2 separate regions of the Gossypium arboreum genome follow, and region 2 is linked to region 1. Evidence: chromatin contacts called from public Hi-C data. All regions are on one chromosome and are shown on one strand. Each heading gives the region's core, a stretch centred on a gene start, on an enhancer-like site or on the middle of the called end of the contact. The rest is flanking DNA. Distances are from core to core; before and after follow the strand shown.

Region 1 (4,869 bases), core at 1,594-4,093:
CATTTCTGGCAGTAGTCAAACTGAACTTGTATAATTTGAGAGAAATGAATGTGCAAATGCTGCATGAATTGCCGCCCCAATGGGAAACACATCTTCATCAATGGTGAAATAAGAACTATGTGGAGGATGTATGGCTCCAATTTTCTCATTGCGAATTCCTAAGAAAAGGAATGTTCCAGGAACCTTGTCTAAGTAGAAAGCAAAGTCTTCGCTCCCCATAAACATAGGAGCTACTTTTGTGTTTTCTTCTCCTACTATCTCCCTCGATACGCGCACTACATGTTCGAACACCTTTTCATCATTGACGGTGGGAGGAATTGTAGGGTGATCTTTTCCCGAGAATTCGATCGCAGCCGAGCACCGATGTACAGCTACTTGAGCTTTAATTACCTGATAACAGCAAGTCCATGAATATTTACATCAAATTTATTAATGATTCAAATTCCATACGCATTGTTGTTACCTCTTCTATTCTGTCCCTAAGTGCATTGAATCTCGTCGTACTGAAAGCTCTAAAAGTTCCTGCTATTGTCACTGAGTCTGGGATTACATTGATTGCAGTTCCACCTTCAATAATAGACACTGAGACCACCTGCAGTATGCAATAAATTACATAAAATCCAATGTCAGGCCAAGGATCATTTATTTGATTAGCTGTCTCTGGACGTTGTACGTAGAAATAGGTATACCTGAGAATCCAAAGGATCAGTTTCCCTTGAAACTATATTTTGTAGACTTATTATCGCTGTGGAAGCCGCCAAAATTGGATCAATGGCGAGATGGGGAATTGCAGCATGGTATCCTTTGCCGCTAATTGTGGCTTTAAAGCTCCCACAGCCAGCTAGAAATCCTTTAGCTCGTGTGGCAACCACACCTGCGGGATATTCATGCACCAGATGCAACCCAAAAATGGCCTCTACCTTTTCAAGCACTGACTCTTCGATCATTTGTTTGGCTCCTTCACCGCGCTCCTCAGCTGGTTGAAATATTAGAATTACAGTTCCCTGTAATTTATAGATTGTAATTCCTTTCCTTTCTTAATTTTGAAATTTCATTTTTAGGTCAAATACTGTGTTACAGATTTAAGGTTAGTTTACTTTACTTTACTGTGTGTTTATCATTACTATTAAAAATAATTTTAAAAGATAAAATATCAATTCTAAACATTATATTGTAAAATAAAAGATTTAATTGAATGAATGAAGAAAAGATATTTTCATTAAAAGCACTTCTTCAAAAGTCAAAACTTAAAAATTTTGAATTTTTAGTTTGATTAAATCTTAGTTTAAAATTAAAATTTGGTTTGAAAAGTTACTTGTTTATATTTCTTTTTGTTTGAAATCAAGGTTTGGCTTGAAGAGTGCTTTTTAACCTCAATGGTAAACAAAAGTTTAATCGTTTTCTCTAATTTACTTAATTTTAACTGAAATGATAGTCGTTAAATTTAATAATTAAAATAGCGACTTTTGTAAGCTAATGAAACATTATATATTAGTATATTTACCAAATAAAATTTTAGAAATAAAAAAATTTAATCACAGTTTTGTTAGTACTTACGACTTGAATATTAAAATTAAAAGTTACTAAGTCGTAAAGTAAATATAGTGAAGAGAGCACTAGCAAAATTTGACCTTAATAATATTCTTAAAAATTGGAATGGAGTTTTGTCATAATTATGCTTGACCTGTAAAGCGCATCGCAGCTTTTGCAGTATCTTTGCTGCTCCAAGCAACATGGCAACATGGGCATCGTGGGCACAAGCATGCATTTTACCGTCTACGTTGCTTTTATGCTCCCATTCCACCAATTCCTGCATGACATAAAAATAAAATACAAAGGGCAGGGCTTTGATAGTCCGATTCGAAGGCACTCCAATTAATTCCTTTCTAGTAAAGCTGAAAACATGTCAATCTCAAGCCACAAATTTGTTTTTAAACCTTTTTCTTCTTCTTTTTTTCACTGTATAGAAAAGTACGATTTTGCTTTCCTGATCTTCTAGTATAATATAGCCCAGCAGTATTTAGCAAAACAGCGAAAACCTGTGACTATTTACTATATATCATATAATACCATAAAACACTGGTTTCTTTCAAAGGGCTAATGATTATTGGTTGTTTAACAACTAAAATTCTTTTAAAACACTGTTGATCATGGTATTACACCAAGGAAATACCACTCAAGAATCGAATTTCAAACCCCAATGAGTCCATACTTCATGAGTGAACAGTAAAAAAAATTTTCCAGGAAACCCTTGTGTTAGATTTTCTTAAAGGAAAGGCAAAAAGTGAAGAAAGTTGAAGAATAATAATAACAAACAAGAAAAGAAAAAAAAATCAGACCTGAATAGGTAAAGCATCCATATCAGCTCTGAGAGCAGCAAAGGGAGGAGAACCAGAGCCAATTTTAGCGACAACACCTGTGGTAGCCACAGGCCAACGATAAGGAACACCAAGCAGATCAAGTTCATGCCTAATGAGCTGGCTGGTATCAACTTCTTCATAAGCTAGTTCAGGGTACTGGTGTATCTTCCTCCGTATTCGTTTCATCCAATCCACAGTTTCTTGATCATTAGCCAGGCTAAGTATCTGGTCTTTGATGGAAACGTTTGGACTAGCTGTTGCTGTTGTTGGGGTGAAAGAAGTGAAACAATCTTCATTGCAAGAGAAGCAGAGGGGAGATAGGGTTACGCAGATTAAGAAGATGTGTTGAGGAATGTGCTGCAGGGTCTTCGTGGCCATGGCCGAGGCTAAATTAGGCTGTATACGAGCGAGATAGTGATATATAAAACGGGGTGGGTGGTTAAGAATAGTGGGAATTCATTTGATATTTTTTATAGATTTACTCTTTGACGTATTCACAGTAAATTTATTGTAGATTTTATCTTTTGTAGGCGGTGCATAGTTTCCTTTATTTTAACCTTTTAATGCAATGGGCAAATACCACCCATTTACAGTTTCTTTGAAGGACACTCATTCAGAGTTGGTCGGGCCTTGCGTCACTATCTAATCTAATAAATTTCATATTCTCCACGTTTTCTATTTCCACAAAGTCTGTTAAATTCCCTTTCCCTCCTCTCCTATTTATTTTTCTTTATTGATTGTAAAATTATTACAAAGAAAAAATGGAAAGATACTAGTTACAATGGAAAGCCCATTAGAAAATACAATTAAGAAACACTATGAATGTTTGACAAATTGTCAAGTTATACCATAAAAGAGCAAACTATACTTGCATCAGGCTTCCAGCCACAACCTAAAGGAGATCAAAACAGGACTCAAGCCATACCACGGACAAACCTAACTTGTCAGGAAATAGGCAGACAGCAAACAAAGTGAACAAGCCACCTTGAATCGTTCAGCCTCTTTTTAGGTCATTGCTCCGATGGCATAGAAACAACATTACTGCCATGTAACAACAGATGTGCTAAGAACATATCAACCAAAAACGAGTTGCAAAGGACTTGAAAAAACAAAACGCAAAAGATTTGATAAACACAAGCGTCTATGACTCGAGAAAACCTCCTCAAGGGAGGGTCCAAAGAAAAACCTTGGACACCATTATTTTGCCAAGAAAACATAGTCCTCTTATGCTGGAAAATGAGTGGCCAGCAAAGGAGGACAAAAAAATGGTGGTGGAAGACGAGGTGGAGAAAAAAAACAGGAGGGCTTAAGGGAAAGGAAAGAAAGGGTGGGAGGGTGGGTGGGGGTGGGAATTAGGGGTAAGCGATTCAATCAAATCGAGTGAAAAAATTTTGAGTTAATTGAGTTGGCGAGACCTATTTTATCATCTTATCTTGATTTGAAATTTCTTTGAATCGAGTCGAATGAAATGAAATTCGAGTTGAGTTGAATCAAATGAAATTTTTCGAGTTAAATTTAAAAATTAAACATGTCAAATTAAAATATTATTACAATATAATAATTCCATGTTAGAGCATATAAATTTGAAACTATATGTCTTTGAAAAATTTTCAAAACAAAATAATAAGAATAACTCAATTCGATTAACTCAAAATTCAATTTTTTTCGATTTTTTAATTGACTCGAGTTTTTCTCACCCTTAGTGGAGACCAAGGAGCAGCACCACCATTTCGGAAAAGTGTTGGTCGGCAAGAGGTGGTTATCTTCTCTTATTATTAACTGTCAAAATATAGAGATGATTTTGAAAGAATAGCTTAAATATAGGTATAAGAACAATTTTAAACCTCAATTTTTACATTTAAGTCAATTTGGTCATTATTCTTTTTTTTTTAAATTAAATTTGACCATTAACTTTTTAAAAAGAGTGAAATCGTGTTTTCAATAAAAATACTAACTAAAATATTAATTTTAATGATATTGGTGTGACAACCTTCGTGACAATCTACGATACTTTCATGCTACATAACACTATTTATCTTATATGTCACATCAACAAATAATTTAAAAATTATAAAATATTTAAAGAATAAAAATTTCAAAATTATAAAAAATAAAAAAATAAAAATAAAAACACGTGGATTATTATGCTAGTTGTCATGTTTAAAAATTTGATGTTTTAGTTAATATTTATGCTTAAATTTTAATATTTATGAAAAGTTGATGGTCAAATTTAGCTTAAACAAATATAAGAGCTACATCAATAAAAAAATATAAATATTAAGAATTAAATTTATCATTATACTTAAAATATAATATAAAAATTATATATGTATGTATATGTATCAAAGTTCATATAACCTAGATTATTAAGTTGTTACAATTTATAAAAAATTAATTTATATTTCATACTTTTATTAATATGTAAATCTATATATTAGCAACGTTTTGATCTAGATACATGATTTTGGGGGCTAGTTATAAGTAGAAATGACAAAATCCAAGTCACCTC
Region 2 (5,386 bases), core at 1,484-3,983, 200 kb before region 1:
GGAACATCTCCTTCCCCTTTTCCAACACCTCTCCCCCCCTATTATTATTATTATTATTCCCCTCCTCATATTCCCTCTCCTATCATTTCTCCTCATTTTTATTTTTATTTTCTTCATTTTAGGTCTCAAGAGATTTGGGATTTCGTTTTTCATTTTATATCAAATACCCAAAAAAATAAATAATGAATTAGATTAAATGTAATAATACTATTTAGCAAAATAGGTAAAAGATTACCTACAGAATGAGGGACATTTTATGTTAAAAGGCAATACAGAAGTGACATTTTGGCATAAATTTGATTCATATGGCGCTTTTGGCACAAATGTGATACATTGAACTTTCTCAAACTATAAACGGGATAATACGACAATGAGCCCTTAAAGGTTTATCAAATTTGTCAATGTAGTCTTTTCACTTTAAATTTATATTTAAAATATTAAAAAAATATTAGTTACCTTAAAATTATAATTATAATTATTAAAAAAAAAATGTCAACTTGACGTCAAGCCAGACTTGTAAATCTTTCGCCACTGTATCAAAACAATGTTTCACTCTTGTCAGTTGATTCTTCTTTTTTATCTACTAGATCTAATTCATTAAATATTTCATCTAATGAAAAAATAATAATCCCCTAGAGATTTAGATCATAAATAGATAACAAAATATTAAATAAATTAATCAGAGTCATCCATTCCAAGCCAAACCCAAAAGAAATTGGCCTCAAATATATGTAAAAAAAGAAGAATAAATATAATTTAATCTGAGTTAGTAATTGGAATCCCATTTTGTTACATTATATAAATATAATTAACAGAAAGTACAAAAACTTAGAAAGAAGAAGAAAAGGGAGCTTTGATTAATTTGCAAAGCGCAACAAAAACCGTCAAAAAATATTAACGGGAGAATTGCAGGGAGGGGTTTGGTCTAGTCTTCTAAAAGTTGAAATCCTTTTTATTAGTAGTAAAATATGCTGCTCTATTCAGAGCTTGTCATTTTCAGACGTCTGGTGGGAGAATCCAGTGTTGAAGGAGACGACGGTGCTGTTGCTGATTGAATCGAGGATGATGGTGACGATGATGTTGATGATGATAAAGTGGACGGTGGGGATGATGACAGATCGTCATCTCCTTCTCTTTGCTTTCTTTTGTTGATTCCTCTTCTTCTTGCTCTTGCTCCTTCTCTTTGTTCTCCCTCTCTTAACTCTGTGGTCGTGTAATCTATTATGCGTTTCACATCTGATAATTTCACTGGTTTCACTATAAAATCCTCTGCTCCTTCCTCTAAGCATCTGTTTATCAACAATTTCAAGATCCATTATTTTTTTTTAACCCAATTTTTTTCAATGATTTAAGGCCATAAAAGTTACTTAAAAAAACAATACCTGTCGATTCGAGCTATAACGTTCTCAGATGACATGATAACAACTGGGATTTCTCTAAAAGCTGAAGATTCCTTTACCTTTTTGAGCAATTCGTAGCCGGTCATTCCAGGCATACAATAATCGGTAATAATCAGATCAACCTTCAGACCCTGAAAATCACAAAAAAAAAAAAAAAGCTAACAAATGAGGTCAGAAAAATCAATATCTGGGAAATTTTGTGATGAAATTGCAATTATTATTAGTACTCACATCAAAACCATTCGTTTCTTTCTTTTGAATCTCCTCATCTAATCCCAGGTATTGCAAAGCTCTCCTCCCGCTATCCACTGCCGTCACTGCAGAAATCCAAAACCAAACCCCCATTCGATTCAAATCCAAACTAATTAATTTAAAAAAAAAAAGTCGAAGAAAAAGAAGGGAATCTGGATGAACAAACCTTTACAAGAGGAAATTCTGAGCAAGCGTTCAATGACTTTCCGATCAACGAGGCTATCATCAACGGCAAGAACATGAACTTCTTCGGTATCAGACGTAGAAAGATCGTAGCCGTCTATCTTCTCCGTCGTCCTCATCCAAGCAACGCCACCGTTCCTAGCCATCTCAGAGACAACAAAATCAAAGAGGGAGATTTCTGTAATGCAAAAAAAGGAAAAAGGGAGCGAAAAAAGAGAAGGGCTTTAATAAACAAGGCTTCCACCCCTGGTTCAATGGTCTGGCATTTTATACGGTGTAATGTTTTTGAAAAGAAAAATGGATATTAAAATATAAAATTTCTCTCTCAAATCAAATCTTTCTCACACTAAGAAATCCCCGCAATCTAATATTTTAATGCAAAAGGAGAGAGGGTTAATAGTCGCTGGGATTCGAAAATCCACTTCGGTGCCCTGCCCCCTGCCCTTTTCACTTGCCTCTTTCCATTATTTCGTTTAAATATCGTGGTGACAGATAAGATAAATTGGTCAAAATAAAAGAAATATTATTGAGGGACGTGCCAGTGAATGGTCGGAATCGAGCAGGGAAACTGACCGGAGGTCAATGGAGGAAGGCGCCGTCAAATCCGACACATCTCCCGAACCGGCGGCATAAATAACAACAGCTTAAAAATATGTTTCTTTTCTCCCTCTTCAACCGGCTTTGAAAAGACGGATGGAATTGGACAAACAGCATCTTTACTATTTCTAGGAAGGGTGCACACAGATTTTTATTAACAATAACAAAAACATCCAATTTTTTCAAAATTAATAATTACCCTAAGTATAATATTTTAAATTAAAAATTTTATCTTCCTCGTTGCTTGTTTTTCGCAGGTACCACCCCACCTAGTGTTCTGTCCTTTACACTCCCTTTTTTGGTCTATTAATTCTTCTGTATTTATTTAATTACACGTGCTGGGTTTTAACCCTCTCAAACCAATAATGACTTTGATTCTCTTAATACACCATTAATCAACTTTGGTTTCTTTTTAATCACCTCTTCTTCTACCATTCAACCTTTATGTCTTCATGAAAATTATACTGATTTTATATCATTTTAAATAAATTACATATAAAAATAATTTAATATATTTATTTTTTAAATATGTATGATTGAATCAAAATTAAAATTTTATATGTATAATTGTATCAAATTTAAGTTCATGAATTAAATTGTACTTTGAATTAAAGTTTATATATAATTTTAAAGTTTATCTCTTTATATATACTTATTGAGTTAGTTTCATTAATCTATATAAGTAAAAATTATTAAAATATTTTTATTTTTATAAAATAATAAATAATAATTTAAGGGTATTTTAAATAGTTTATTTAATGCCTGTATACCTTGTATAAATATATGATTTACCTAAAAAAAATTACCCACAACATGCTATAAAGCTGGTATATATTAACTTCTCTAAAAGATAATTGAAGAAAAATGAAGTGAGATGGGTGAATATACCAAAAATGAGTAACGAGAATGTGTAAATAAGTAAGAATGAAAAGAGGGAATTAGTTAGGGAATAGAAATTAGAAATTGAAAAGAAGAATGAGAGGATAAGGACATGAAATAGAGGTGATCAAAGGGATTTAGGGAATATTAAAAACGCAGAAATGGAGTTGAAAAGGTGGCCAAAACGACGAGAGAGAGAGAGAGAAGGGAGAGATTTGGGGGAGTCGAAAACAAATCTGGGGGGTGGGGGGGACCAACAAAGCTTTTTCTAATCTTTTGGACTTTTCTTTTAAGTTTTGAAAACTGCATATCAAATCTTGGAGATCGCCTTAACCTTGCCTTGAAATCAACAATCATCGGATCCGATCCGATCCTTAACTCTTACCCCGCCTTTCCTTTTTCTCGCCATTTTTTCTTCTCACGATTTGCCTTTTCTACTTTACTTTCTATTCATTCAAGTTTTATTTTCTTTCCAAATTTATTTAAGCTTCCATTCAACCTCTTTTTAAGGTTTATTAATATATTAAAAATCTTAAATTATTATCTTTTGTTTAAAACAAGTCAATCTACTTTTTTTAATTAAATAAACTCATATTTTTATTAGTTCACCAAGCTTCATTAATAGAAAATAATATATACACAAATTTCTAGTTAAACATTGATTAGGAAAATTTGGAGTCAAATTTATTTATAAACATTGAAGAGAAGTTATAATATCTAAAAACAAATTTATTACAAAGAAAAACTCCTTTCATTATTCTCTGCTTTGATTCAAGGATTGTCTAGACTTTGATCTAAGATTAATACGGTTACTTTAAGGGTCATCAAGACTTGACCCGTAAACTAGGTCTGGCGAGATACTTGGTTGAAAATTAGACTTCATTGAATTCAAGGGCTTTTGAGACTTGATGTTGAATCAATTATGTTCACTTCAAAGTTTATTGAGACTTGATCTTGAAAACAGTTATAGAGAGAATTTGGATTGAAGAGTTTTTGAAACTTGATATTGGATGGTTTAGTTTGCTTCAAGGGTCATCGAGACTTTATTTTAAAAACAAGTTGTTATCTCCTTTATGTTGATGCAAAGAGGCTAACGAGAGCTTTGATCCAAAAGCATTCTAGTCTTGATCTTTGATGGAAGAATGACTTCACTTCTAGGCTTGATCTCGAAGAAAAAAATCGATCAAACAAGATAAAAAAACAACTTTCTCTAGAATGGCTATGTTGTTCTTCAAATTCTTTAGAGATTTCTTGGGATTTTGGAGAAAACTTCTAGTTATCAACATATTCTTTTCAAACTTTGATATCTAAACTCAAAGACTTGTGAACTTGTGAAGCTATGTAGAATTGTTTGGGGGTGACCCTCTTTTATAGTAAAGCCAATAAAAAAAAAAAGATTTCATGTAGAATATAAATTCTTTATATGAGTTATCCATAAAGACTAAACTCTTTTATTTATATTTATCTCTTATTAATTTAATTAATTAGAAATAAAATAATCATTTAAAATAATAACTTAATTATTTTAATTTAATTAGTGATCATTTATTTTTTAATTTTTCTTAATAATTTAAATTAATTAGAGAAAATAATTATGATATCATCATTTTCACCAATGGTAATTTCGGTCAAGGTTTTCAAAAATAGATATGATAGTTGAATCAATCCGACCATCGATTCACCCGGTTTAATTGAATAAATTATTAAAAATAAGAAAAATAGAAAATAACTTATCCAACTAATTAGTTCTTAGTTTATAGTTCAATCGGTCCAACCCCTTATTCTGGATCAATACCTCGACCGATTCTTAACCCAACCAGTTTGACTGGTTGTCCGACTCTGAAAATAATTATTTTAGCTTGATCCATGACGATTTTACCTTGACACATGACACTTTATAACTAGTTCGAAAATTTCTTTATCTACAAATAAATTACAAAAAGCTGATGAGAATTAGAATAAAACAACAACAATAACAACCAAAAAAGGAAAGAAAAAGGGGAAACACCCTAATTATAATTTTCATTCAATTTGTTAATAGTGTTAAAGGTAGGTTGCTAGATGCTAACTAGAAA

Evidence for each region. Hi-C and Micro-C count contacts between places; a contact is called where the count stands out from the background.
Region 2: a contact with region 1 is called in a Hi-C map of leaf, with 2.6 times the contacts expected there. The contact joins the promoter of LOC108458217 here to the promoter of LOC108459178 in region 1. A contact is called at or near these places in 2 of 5 Hi-C or Micro-C datasets (both in leaf).

The regions. Positions count from the first base shown.
Region 1 is chr4:113,015,137-113,020,005 of ASM2569848v2, reverse strand. It overlaps LOC108459178 (IAA-amino acid hydrolase ILR1-like 1), which reads right to left and starts at 2,843. Exons shown (of 5, transcript XM_017758536.2): 1 at 2,340-2,843; 2 at 1,685-1,810; 3 at 690-1,004; 4 at 464-592; 5 at 1-390. The coding sequence starts at 2,738. The coding sequence ends at 16.
Region 2 is chr4:113,210,608-113,215,993 of ASM2569848v2, reverse strand. It overlaps LOC108458217 (two-component response regulator ARR5-like), which reads right to left and starts at 2,733. Exons shown (of 5, transcript XM_053026507.1): 1 at 2,375-2,733; 2 at 1,819-1,973; 3 at 1,632-1,717; 4 at 1,383-1,531; 5 at 753-1,289. The coding sequence starts at 1,954. The coding sequence ends at 977.